Linked DNA regions of Zea mays: region 1 is linked to region 2. Evidence: chromatin contacts called from public Hi-C data. All regions are on one chromosome and are shown on one strand. Each heading gives the region's core, a stretch centred on a gene start, on an enhancer-like site or on the middle of the called end of the contact. The rest is flanking DNA. Distances are from core to core; before and after follow the strand shown.

What was found. Hi-C and Micro-C count contacts between places; a contact is called where the count stands out from the background.
Region 1: a contact with region 2 is called in a Hi-C map of tassel, with 5 times the contacts expected there. The contact joins the promoter of LOC100191163 here to the enhancer-like site in region 2. A contact is called at or near these places in 3 of 25 Hi-C or Micro-C datasets (bundle sheath, ear and tassel).

Annotation. Positions count from the first base shown.
Region 1 is chr4:93,548,984-93,555,477 of Zm-B73-REFERENCE-NAM-5.0, reverse strand. LOC100191163 reads right to left here and starts at 3,935. Exons shown (of 10, transcript NM_001136598.1): 1 at 3,733-3,935; 2 at 3,594-3,651; 3 at 3,351-3,500; 4 at 3,204-3,263; 5 at 2,880-2,962; 6 at 2,749-2,806; 7 at 2,447-2,575. The coding sequence starts at 3,924.
Region 2 is chr4:92,884,644-92,890,906 of Zm-B73-REFERENCE-NAM-5.0, reverse strand. It overlaps LOC100277781, which reads right to left. Exons shown (of 11, transcript NM_001349958.1): 8 at 6,246-6,263; 9 at 5,881-6,096; 10 at 5,222-5,283; 11 at 4,158-5,121. The coding sequence ends at 4,374. Among protein-coding and RNA genes, the nearest start is that of LOC100277781, 41 kb to the right of the region's middle. Within about 2 kb of position 3,981, at least 14 of the 20 cell types and tissues checked have an H3K27ac peak or open chromatin away from gene starts, as enhancers often do. A contact at or near this core is called in ear and tassel, where this site is marked.

The DNA of each region.
Region 1 (6,494 bases), core at 2,686-5,185, 660 kb before region 2:
GGATACAATCACTTTTGCATGAGTTGAAGGTCTCTTGTCCACCTGATGCTAGAATTTGGTGTGATAATATAGGGCCATGGTTCTTAAGGCGAGATAAGGCGTTGAACCACCACCTGGACGCCTAGGCGACGTCTAAGGCTAGCAAGGCGACGTCTAAGGCGAGCAAGGCGACGCCTTATCAGTCTCAGAACCAGCAAACCAGCAACATGGAGGAGGAAGAAAAAGAAAAAAAGAAGGGAAAAGGGGAAGGGGTAGGAGGCCCTTCCCACTAGCTAGCCCATATAATCATTACCCTGGTTGCCCTAGGTTGCCTCTCTCCTCCACATTTCAACCGTTAGTTGACTTCTCCTCCATGGTTTAGCCGCTGCCGCCTTAATTGAGCTGTCGTTGCCACTGGTTCGCTGCCGCCTCCGTCGATTCGACCGTTGTCGCCCCCGATTCGGTCGCCTCTACTCCCAATTCGGGCGATGTCGCCCTGATTCGACGTCGCCCCTTATCCTTCCCCTCTTTTGTCAGCTCTCTTGCTTTTATCTAGGCGGAGAGGACGTCTTGGACCTTTTGGGCGCCTGGACGCCTAGGCGACGCCTTTGAAACAATGATAGGGGCTACTTATCTCATAGCAAATCCAATGTTCCATGGCCGTGTAAATCATATTGAAATTGATTTTCAGTTTGTGAGAGAAAGAGTAGCTAGAAAGCTCTTAAAAGTGAGACTTGTCTCTACTGAAGATCAAATTATAGATGGTTTTACTAAAGCTTTGACTATGAAGAAATCGGCATCCTTTAGAGACAATCTCAACTTGTGCAAGTTATGATTGAGGGGGTGTTAGATTGAAAAGTTTGTAATCTAGCATATAAACCTCTGCTATGTAAAAGTAGGCAATCCAGGAGATAACTCTGCTATAGATAACTAACCTAAATTATAGCGGATTCGGTTAGGATATAGCAAATTTTGTTAGGCAGAGTTATCTCCTTTTAGTTGTTGTACGCGGTAGTCCTCTACCTATATAAACATATTTTGTTTGAATGTAATGGCAGGATCTCTGCCTCTCAATTAAGAAGGGATTGACCCAGTTTTTAGGGAAAACGGGTCCAAAACCTACACAGAGTGCACAGTCGAGAAAGGTGGAAGGGCCCCCACAAACACCACAGACAAACGCCCAACATGAGTCGTCATTGACGAGCTCAACGAAAAGGATGAGCAGCTCCGACTTCCCATGACGGGCAGTACACAACCAAAGGCACTCGACGACGCCTACATCCAAACACCGGCACATGAGGAGGAAGATCACGGTGCTCCATCGTTGCCAAGCTTCGACACACCCCACGCGAGGCTGCTCCGATTCTTCACAGATGAGTCTGGAACCACAGCGCCGAGCACCGGGGGCAAGTAGATGCCAGGAGCGACAAAGACCCAAACACCACCGAGCCAAGCGAAGTGACGAAAGGCCTCTGCATTGCCGACAACCACCCAAGTCGAAGGGCTTCTGGACAGCGCCTTCAAGGAGAAATGACGTTGAAGCGCCGTCGCCGCCACCCGCCTAGAACAATCTAGGCAGAGTTTCCGCCGAAGACCTAGCAAAGCAGCGGTGATCGCCAGCACCGTGGAGGAGGCTGCAGGGTCAGCCATGTCGAGGCCACCCCGCCAAGCCGTCGCGTGTTGCCACCATCAGCAGTCCACCGACGCAGCAGTCCAGCGGGAATGAAGGACGAGGGAGATTCGTGGTACGGCGCCCTCTATAGGGTAGGAGTGGCACTCGCAAGCGTCACTGTCGTCCGCCCGCAAGCAGTCATGGCTTTCGCCGAAGGACCCACCACCACCCATTAAGCCGCTTGGCGCAGCACCTGGCCGTCGCGTCATCGTGTTGCTCTAGCACCCGCACCCGCAGCACTTGTCGATGTGCCAAGTGCTCGCCTGCGCATTGATCCGCTCACGATGTAGGGTCTAGGCCCGGCGCCTGAGTCGTCTGCCGCGGCGGCGATGGCGAAAGCGAAGAGACTAGGCTAGGGCGGAGAAGAAAGAGCACGGGGCGGGGGGTGGGGCGCCGGACCACCACAGTCGCCAAAGGAACGAGAAACCCAAGGAGCGAGCGAAGCACTCCTTGCCACCGCCATCCTTGAAGAGGCGCGCGGGAAGCGCCGCCGCCTACTCTGGCAGCGGCAAGGCCAGAGGCGAGGTGGAGTAGCGGCGACCGCTAGGGTTTGCCGCCCGAGCGAGGCGACGCGAGAAGGTTGCACTTTTCACCTTCCTATATAAACATATCATTGTTGCCTGAGCTTGCTTAGTAGGCAGACACGCTTACCCAATCCTGGTATCTATTCTCACAATATGGAGAAGAGTGATGCTACAAAATGAAATCATAGCTTCTGTGCAGCTCACCAAACCATGTCTACTTTAAATGTGTTTGTCTCAGACAACAAATACATAATAATATATAAGTTCTCACCTGAATCTGATGTGACAAGCTTTTCAGGAACAGTGCACATCCTTTTCATCAAACGAGTCACTAAACTATCGATTATCTCCCCAACTAAGTCTTTTTCCCTTTCCGATGAAAGAATGTTCTTCAGTGTAGCTGAACAGGGAACATGATTACCGAATGATTAGCCAAGGTCGTTTCAACAAATGTAGATTGCATACGCAACAGTGTATCATTTGAATATTCATATTTTTCATTTCATTGAATTCTGTTTTTGTCAAAGATTAATGGAAAAAGCCCAAATACATAACAGCTCACATATAACTTACCCAAAATGAAATCTACTGCTTGGTGAGAAAATGTAGCAAATGAGTGGCCAGCTTCACTCTGCACAAGTGAATCTTACCTTTAGAAAGATGAAACAAAATATCTTAGTTGTAAACAAACTATATGATTTTACTTTGGCAAAAATGCCGTCTGATAGCTCCACCAGGAAATCAGTCGACATGCTGAGCTGCTGCATCTCATCCTCACTGTTGAAATCTGGAGAAGTGAAACAATTGAAACTATAACCTAAGAAATATAACATTTTCTCTTCCAAGAGTAACCCAGATAATCAGAAATGAGCGTCACAGGGAAAATTTTCTACTGTACATTGACAGATTTTCTACTGCAAGAGAAATGCAGTCCAAGGCAAGTGAAAGGCTGTTGTTTACAGACTTTTCAAATTTTAGATGTTTGAATGACATCAAAATTATGACGGTGGATTCAAGACAGAACCAACCGATCAAACTAGAACTTGGAAGAGATCGATCCACTCGCCGTCGCTTCTCCTTCCACCGCACTGTCACACATCACAGAAGTATAAATTACATTAGCAGCCCACAAAAATTTCAAAATACTAGCACATCGAAGCAAACCGAAGCCATACCCAGTCTGAGAAACCTCCTCCTCAGCACCTCGTCAACCCAGTGCTCCCCACCACCGCCACCCTGCTGCGGTCGAAGGTCCCGGCACCCGTCGAAGAAGTGGCACCGGCACGACGCAACCGGGGGCTCCATCTCCTCCCCGCGCACCCCATCTGCTCCGATAACAAACTCAATTTCCACGACGCCTGCAATGGAATTCGGCCAGACGAACAATAGCGCGGATAGATTGGCATGGCCTTACATACCTTGGAGGACCTTGAGCTCCTCGCGGAGGCGGAGGATTTCGCGCTTCCGGTCCTTGGCCTGGGCGGGAGAAGGAGATCTAATGTCAGAGGCGGAGGTAGGGTTTGAATCCGAGGGTTGTTGCTGCTAGGGGAATGGGACCTTGCGCTTCCAGTGGAGGAGAGACGGGGGTGATGTGCCCGCGGTGGCGTTGGCTTTGCCAGGGAGGCGGTTGTAGTGGATGAGAGCCATTGCGAGCGCGGCCTTTAGCGATGGCGAGTCTATTCGCGACGAGGAGGTGCCCGTGGCCGCTGACGCCGTCGGCGTTGGCGGGCGGGGTTTGGGAAGAGCCATGCCGATTGGCGATCGCGGCGGCGCAGGCAAACGAGAGGAGAGGCCCACCCAAGAATATGTGGACCGTGATCCGTGATCAACGAATTTAACATAAACCCGCCTATTCTAGGACCGCGACTACAAACGGCTATTCTACTATTTTAATTAGCTAGAGCAACACTCTAACCCCAAAATCCTATTCTAGCACCTATAAAAGCTTCTCCAAAAGGATTTGAACCAACATATCTTTTTAATAAGGATTTTCTCACAAAATGAATAACTTTTTCTAATAAAAGATCAAATGAAAAGATAATTAAGTTATCCCTTTGTTGATCTATAACTCTTTAAAGAAATTTGAGTTAAATCATATCTTGATAGCTATACAATAGAAATTATTTCTCTAAAATAAACTATTTATGTGTGAATTACATAGCTAGAAGCAATTGCTTCTCTAGAATAATAAATAAATAGAATAATAAAATATTGTTGCATTATTGTTTGTATATTTATAGTTTGAAACTCAAAATAATTTGGAGTTGAATATAGAATCTAAATTCAAGAAAGAAGGCACAAAATATAAAGAAGAGAAGCATACCTAGACCTGGGCTGAATCTTCTCCTCGGCCCAAACCAAATCACTGCACCGACCTCATCACTAGCTGACCGAAGGGACCCATGCCGCAGCCACTCCCTGATAAGGCTGAAGTGCCCGATCTTTCGGTGAGTGGAGATAATTTCGATCTGGCGAAGATGACCCTCACGGTCCGACTACGACGAGCAAGCTCGAGGCGCCAATGCAATCGCTGAACCAACTCCCTATGGTTACCGACCTTGCTGGTGCAAGATCAGCCTGATCACAAAGATCATTTCCTGCACGCAATCGAAGAACGAACAAGAAAAAGATACGAGCAATCTAGTCTATTACTCGATGGTGGAGTTCTGAATACACGAAGACAGCGCTAATATGTGCGTGTTTGGGAATAGCTAAGGCTAATGTAAAACAAAACTCAAGGAACAAAAGGAGGTGCAGCTACTAGATAAATAGAGAGAGGGGCACAGCCCCTGGTGGCGGCCAAGGTGGAAAAACGCAACCCTAGGGGCGGCCCATCCTAGGTCCTCCACCTTGGGTCGTAATTGGGCCGGTCGTCTATTCTTCTGGTCCCTCATTATTCAGTAGCATGACGAAGTTAAGATCTCTTGCACGGGTCCGAGTGATTTGCCCAACTAATGAAGGAAGTGGTGCCTAAGGTGAAGTTGGCCTAGCTGAGGAGGGATGTGGCGCCTGAGGTGGTGGTGCTGCTGGTGTATCGTACTCGTGTTGCAGTTGATATCCTCATCATCCTCCCCTTCTTGAAGTGAAGTCATCCTCAACGGTAACTCGTCATCCTCGCCCATGTATGGTTTCAAATCTGGAACATTAAAACTAGTGTAAACACCAAATTCTACAGACAGGTCAAGGATATAAGCATTATCATTAATCTTTGTTAGCACCTTAAAAGGACCAGCAACACGAGGCATTAATTTAGAATGGTGCAAATTAGGAAACTAATCATTTCTCAAGTGCAACCAAACCATATCATCTGGCTCAAAAGTAACGAGTTTTCTTCCTAAGCAACTTGACTTTTTGCATTAGTAGCAGCAATATTCTGTTTAGTTTGTTCATGTATGGTAATCATTTGTTCAACATATGCAGCAACATCTACATGTGGGGCTCTCGCGGCATTAAGTGAAATCAAATCAATAGGTGCCCTAGAAATGTAACCATAAACAATCTGAAAAGGGCACATCTTTGTAGAAGAATGTGTGGCGTGATTATAAGCAAATTCAATATGAGGCAAGCAATCCTCCCAATGTCTCAAATTCTTGTCTAAAATAGCCCTAAGCATTGTAGATAAAGTTCTATTTACTACCTCAATTTGTCCATGTAACACCCTGAATTTTGGGGTATAAAAATTTCTTTGCTCTATACTCAAAGTTCAGGTGTTACCCTTTTCTTTATTCACTTTTCTTTTCCCTTTATCAAATCAGTAGAGAGTTATTTTGGTTCTATATTAGTAGGAGCTCTAGGAGTGTCATGATTGTTGCATTCATACTGCTGGATAGTGTTTCCAAGTGTAAAAAGTGTTTGAATCATGTCAATATGTCTTGTAGTAGTCGCTCGTAGATTTTCATATTTTTCTGAATATTTTTCTATTTTTCGAAATTCAAAATCTATTTATTTGAGGTACTTAGAAACATTTCAAAAGTTCTAAATATGTTTTTGAGTTTATTGGGTGCCAAATCATATCTAGGAATTTTCCTATGATTTTTTAAAAATGATTTCTGCCTTTTCTGAAAATGAATTTTAATTTTAGAAATAGGATAATTACGAAAAATAAAAGATCTTCAAGCTCTAGCAATATATATATCCAGAATCCTCTCGTTGAGCCCTTTTCAAAATTCGAAACCCCACCCTCAGATTCGATCCGAAATCCCGAAATCGCTCGCCGAAGTTCGGAGGTGGTTCTAACTCCGACGACAACTCCAGCGAGCAATTACTTTCAATCTATGCGTCGGCGGCGGAATCCGAGGGTACCACTGTGTTCATCTCGT
Region 2 (6,263 bases), core at 2,732-5,231:
ACATAGTGCTACTAAAGTATCTCCTTTTGAGCTTGTCTATGGGCAGGAAGCAGTGTTACCTGTGGAAATAAGTTTGAATGCTGTCAGGTTTGCCAGACAAAATAATCTAACTACTGCTGATTATTATAATTCAATGATGGATAATATTGATGAGGTGACCGACAAGAGGATGATAGCTTTGGGAGCGATAGAAAAGGACAAGATCATGGTAGCCAGGGCCTACAATAAGCAAAGTCATTTCAAGTAGGGGATCTGGTGTGGAAGACCATCTTGCCTCTAAGGAATAAAGACCGGAAGTTTGGAAAGTGGTCGCCAAGCTGGGAGGGTCCTTATAAAGTAAAACAGGTAATGTCTGGTAACGCCTATTTGCTACAAATATTACAAGGCAAGAATTTACCAAAGGCTTTGAATGGGCGTTTCCTCAAACAGTACCATCCTAGTATGTGGCAAGATGCCTAAGAGAACCGATGTGATCACATCGAGTTAGATGCTTTTGGTTCGCCCAGCTCCACCAAAAGGCAGGGGGGCATATGTTCGAACCAAAAATGAGCAAGCGGACGGTCCGCGCCTGTGGGCCGGACGGTCCGCGCGTGCGCAGAATAGATTAGGGTTCCGAGTTTTGTGCTACGGTTGTTAGCTATATTCGCGGGATTAGCTCGGAATCAGTTGTGTAAAGGGTCCAGCCCCCCTCCTCTATAAATAGAGAGGTCTACGGCCGATTTGTAATCATCAACAATCGAATCAATATAACTTTTATTCGCATTTTATCCTAAGAGTAGTTCTAGTCTAGTTTAGGTTTAGCCTCCCAATCCCCAAATTCTTCGTCTCTCTTCGGCTCTACGTCGATTAGAGGAGTCTAGGTCGGCCGGCCCGAGCCTAGACACCACCTAGGATCTCTCCTCCCCGACGGGGTCCCTCCCGGGAGCGAGATCCAGGCGCCGCCGGCGACTTCCGCCGTCTCTGCGTACGCGCGGACCGTCCGGCCTCAGGGCGCGGACCGTCCGGCCGTCAGGCAGAGAAGCCCTAGCCGCGCACCAGGCCGCGGACAGTCCGCCCCTGCGCAGAGAGTACCACCGTGCCTCGCACCAGGCCGCGGACCGTCCGGCCCCGCGCGCGGACCGTCCGCCCCTGTGCAGAGAGCACCGCCGCCGGTTCTTCTTGAGTATTTGGCGCTCCGAAAAGGCGTCAACACCTATACAAATTAGATAAGTATTCCTGGTTGGATTGGTTCTAGACCATGATTCCGGAACAAACGAATACACCCTAACAGTATGTAGTAGCCAGGAGCCCAGCCTCCCAGGACTGGAGAGGTCCTCGGCGCCTTTCCATGGCACGCGCAGGCAGCTGGACGATCCAACTGGTGGCTTGTTCGCTGCGGCTTTAATCCGACTGCGGCTGCGGCTTCTACAGTATTTTATCTCTAGGGATTGCAGCTGCAACAGTATTTTGCAGCTGCAACAGTGCTCCCACATGGGCAGCCGAACAAGCTCTGGATTTCTCTTGTACTTTTGAGCCGGTCGGCGAGATATAAGCAGGGAACAAAGGATAGGCCACCAGATCCAGCTGCTTTTGATCTCTCAACCTTTTGACATCTCACGATCATGGCTTGCTTGCCTCTTTTGCACTAATGAACAGAGAAGAGGAGTGGTGGGTGGCTCATTGATAGACCTCTGTATAAACGCCATGCGTCCATGGTGGTATGCTCGCGAGGCTGCTGCGGGTGCGTCTTTCGGCCGGCCGGCCAGTGAGGTTGATGCTTTGGTGTAAAAAACACCTCGATCGAATAGCGGAGCCAATCAAATTGGAATTGATCATCTTACCGGCCGCACGGCCGGGCTGCCGCCGCATTCCTTCGACGGCACGCCCACGCCAAGATATATGTGGCCACGGCGATCGAGCGCCCGCTGCTCCATGTGTCGGCGACGCGCAACCGGTGTGGGCACTAGGGGAACGAACGGAGTGATCGATCGGGACGTGCGAGTTGAAGAGCACATCATGGCCATTTCGCTTGTTTAATTTACATGCGGGACGGCGCCGCAACGCGGGTGCGTGCATGCAGATTGCAGGCACGCTGCACACATGGCAGATGCCCACACGAGGTTGTGGGCGGCGGCCGGACGGCCGGACCGTCCTGTCCACTGTCCTGTGCTACCGCTTGTCAGGGACGTGAACGTGATTGGAACGGGCGGGCTGTCCTGTGCTACCGCTTGTCCGGGACGTGAACGAGATTGGAACGGGCGGGCATGCGTGGCAATGCATGCGACTTGTCGCGCTCGACTCACCACACAGCCGCTAATGATCGTTTCGTTTGTAGCCGAATTTCGAAGAACCGGTTGGTACTTTGTGGCTTAGGCTGTTTCAAACCTCCAAAGCTAATTGTTAATCAGCTAATAAGTTGTTAACTGGTTTAAATGGGTTGTTGGAGCAACTAACAACCAGTAGCTATTTAAGCGGTATAACTAACAATTAATATATTGATCTACTAGTTGACCTGTTCTAAATCTCTCAAGTATTTTTAGTTGTTAATTATTAGTTTTAGATGTTTAGAATATGGCCTTAGGCTGTCTCCAAAATAGATCGGTAAAGATTGTGTATTCTAATAGAGGATTTTCTTCTCTATAGTTCGAACAGTATCATCTAAAACATCTTTTCATCTGTTGTATACGTAGAGGTTCTCTTCTCTATCTAATTTAATACTTTAAATAGCGGATTAAGCAAAACTAAAATATGTACAAGACATGATAAATATGTATGTTCAAAAATCACCTGTAAAATATATCTTTAATATAGGTATTTAACGTATAGATGACAAGATATAAATTAGAGAAAAATAAGATAGAGGAGAGAATTTTTAGAGAAGTATGTGTAGAAGGAATATAAAAGAGACATAATATAGTTGGAGATAATATTAATGTGCTATATCTTTCCTTGCATGGACTCATTGTTGATATGTCCTCTCATCCTTAGTAACAGAAGTGAAGCGAAATCAAGGAAGAGTCCCTTATCCCTGCGTTCACCACATGCTCTGTCGAGGGCACAATAGCACCCATGGTTGTGGCCTCTGATCACGATGGGTGCTATATAAATGAGCCTATGGTCGGCATGGACGCCATCACAACCGTTTGGCCAAAACTGTACCCGCCACAAGGTCTCGATCACCTTACCCTACTAATAACTGGAACCACTATCACAAATGGCTTCCATGGTTCTTGAATCCCCTGCTGGAGCAAGAATCTAGGTACCCCTCGTTGATGCAACTAACAATGAGTAGGAGCACAAGGAGTGTGGGGCGTCGGCAACGAATGTTGCAACACTAACGAACACCGCCATCAAATCCAGGAAAGAAGGTTCATCCTGATTACCCCTATCATAATCGAGGTAGTAGATGGATTGGCATTCTAGAGTCTTAGAAAAGTAACGTATCAAATGCAGATGATACATCTAGGAAACAAATCAGGTGCAAACCATGTAATGGTGCAAACCAACATGTAGTTAGAAGTGGGAGAAGGTATTTAAAAGTATAATAGAGGAGGTGGAATGGTTGTTTTGATAGCTGACACATGATGGGAGGGTTATTTTAGGAAATTTTCATAACTGCTTGCACGGATGCACGGTTTGCACCAAATATCTGGTTTGCACATGATCCGTTGCCTCAGAAAAGATGTTGAGTTCACTATAATCTATCACCCATCGCTTCAGCAACGAACATTAGTTCGGTGACTCTTCTGAGTAACCGTGCTCCGATAACCTTTTTCTATCCATTTCTTACCTCGTGATTCGTGCTCCGATCACCTTTTCTATCATCGGCTAACTCCGACGGTGTGCCAACTGCCAACCAGCTAGAATTTGGGGGGTTTGCGGTCCTGGGTTTCCAGAATCTCGATAGCTATCAACAAGCACGTGATGCATGCATTATGCCAACCAGATCACCTTATATATCCGATAAGGGTCCTGGCCATCGCTTGGCCCATACAATCAATGCTGCTGCAGGGTTACGACTTACGAATCCGAAGCCTCGTCGCCGGCCGTGTCGTTCAAGGAGAAGCCATCCCTATATATGTCAAACTTGTACTTGCAAAAAATCGAGCCTACTAGTGAGTAGTGACACGCCATCTGTTTGAGCGTTGCCAGGCCCACAGATTTCAGAGTCTGTGTTCAATGAACTTTTGCATTAATCTTATGATCTACTCCTACAGTCCTACGTCGATCCCGTGGAATACGTGACATTTGTTACAGGTTCCTCGGGATTATATCACCAAGTTGGGGATTCAACTTTTATGGACTACGACATCTCTCTTCTCTTTTTACACAATGCAGCGAGATAATATTACAGGCTACATTACATTATTTCTCTACAGCCCAAACCCTGCACATCAATAAAATGTTTGAGCGGTCCTGTCCCTAGATGGTCTTCTCAATAAGACACCGCCCCTGGTTTCTCCAGGGTCATGTCCGCTCCCATCTAACTGCCTATATTGGTCTGTTAACTTACTGCTCAACTGCTGATTACTTCTGTCAGTATACAACAAGGACGTGCTCTCATCGCCCTCAACCTGCCCACCGGAACCGACGACCTGATGCTTGTGGTCGGCAGAGCTAGCCGCACTGTATGCATCCCGGCCTGATGAGCTGGTATTCAAGCTGGACCTGGATCGGGAATACGTAGAATAGTCACTCTCCACAGGTGCTCCTCCCATGGGGCCTCCTGGGTACATTTGATCACTCTCCACAGGTGCTCCTCCCATGGGGCCTCCTGGGTACATCTGATCAGCAGCTCCGAACACATACTCATACTCCTCGGTGCTGGTCGAGTTCCTCGTGCTCTCGCTGCTATCGGTGCTTACAGTGCTGTGCGACCCTGCATCAGAGTTGCTAAAGAGGGATGAACTCTCACTAGGACTCGGAGAATCTGAAGGCGAATATGGTGCATTCCTATATTCGTCAAATGCATGGGTAAGGTCATCTGCCGTGTGGTTGCTATGCCGCTGACCATCTTGGTGCCTGTTGAAAGAACCTCCTCGCCATGTTGTTCCTCCTGGAACCACCTTCTGTTTGGCCTTCTTCGGGCGTGCTGGGTCCGAAATAGCCTGCCTAACAGAGCTCGGTGCCCTCGGTGAACACCTGATTTAATTAGAACAGGGTTTAGAATATACTGACAAGTCCTCAGGCATAACCGGACAAGTGAGTGAAACTGTTAGAACAAAAGAATCCCAGTAATCACCTTGCATACAGCAGCATATAAGCACACTTTGACATAACATTGTCCAGAGATACAGGTTTCACCTGCAAACGACAGTTATTAAAAGCATATTTACAACTGATTCTCTGATGATAACCCCCACAGTTTTCCCTTGAACATGCACAGTTATCATTGCACTAACAAGGCGTATAAGCATACAGCCAAGCATACAGCCCACACACCCCAACTAGGATGATAACCCATCGTAGTTGGCTTTCAAGCCAGAGGATTATCAGTTAGGGGGACTCAAGTTTTGACGTATAATATTTTAGGGGATTTCCATTTTTCCAAGGGAAATTAGTTCATTTTCCCTTGGGAAAGGGAAAACAGAAATCTCTTGAAAAAATGGAGTTACCAAACTAACCCTTACTAACAAACACAAAAAAGCATTCCTCACTATTCCAATAATATGCAGAATCTGATCACTATTCTAGTAAGATGCATATTATAATAATAGTTTCATATTCCCAAGAATTATAGATTCATTTGTGGACACAAAATCATAAGGTCCTACTTTGAAGGAACTTGAATTAATTCATTTTTGTAGCAAATCCTAGAAATTTGGAGCTCAAAATCACGTTCCAAACATGCCCTAATCATGAGAACAGAACCATGAGATGTCCAAAAAAGAGTAAGCATACCTGACTGTCATCTGCCTTGAACCACTTTCCATGTGTATCTTTAACATAACATACATAATGACCAGAGAAGGCAGCATTCATGACATCATGATGGACAACCACTGCATAGAGGCTGTAAACTGGCGATATGTCATCAGTATCTGGATTCATATAGCAAACTATGTTGAGGGTTTCTGGAAATCTGATGGCTTTGCTGATCTTTCCAAACTTGCCAGACTGCACATAAAAGGACAATGTTTAATGATACATGAAGCTACAAACATTCCACTCTTCTACATGTAGTTGCCATCTCTATTGCTAGGACAGTGTTTATATAGAACTTTTGAAATGTAAATGTTTGATGACAATGATAATCTAGATAGTACCTGATATCTTTTCAGTGC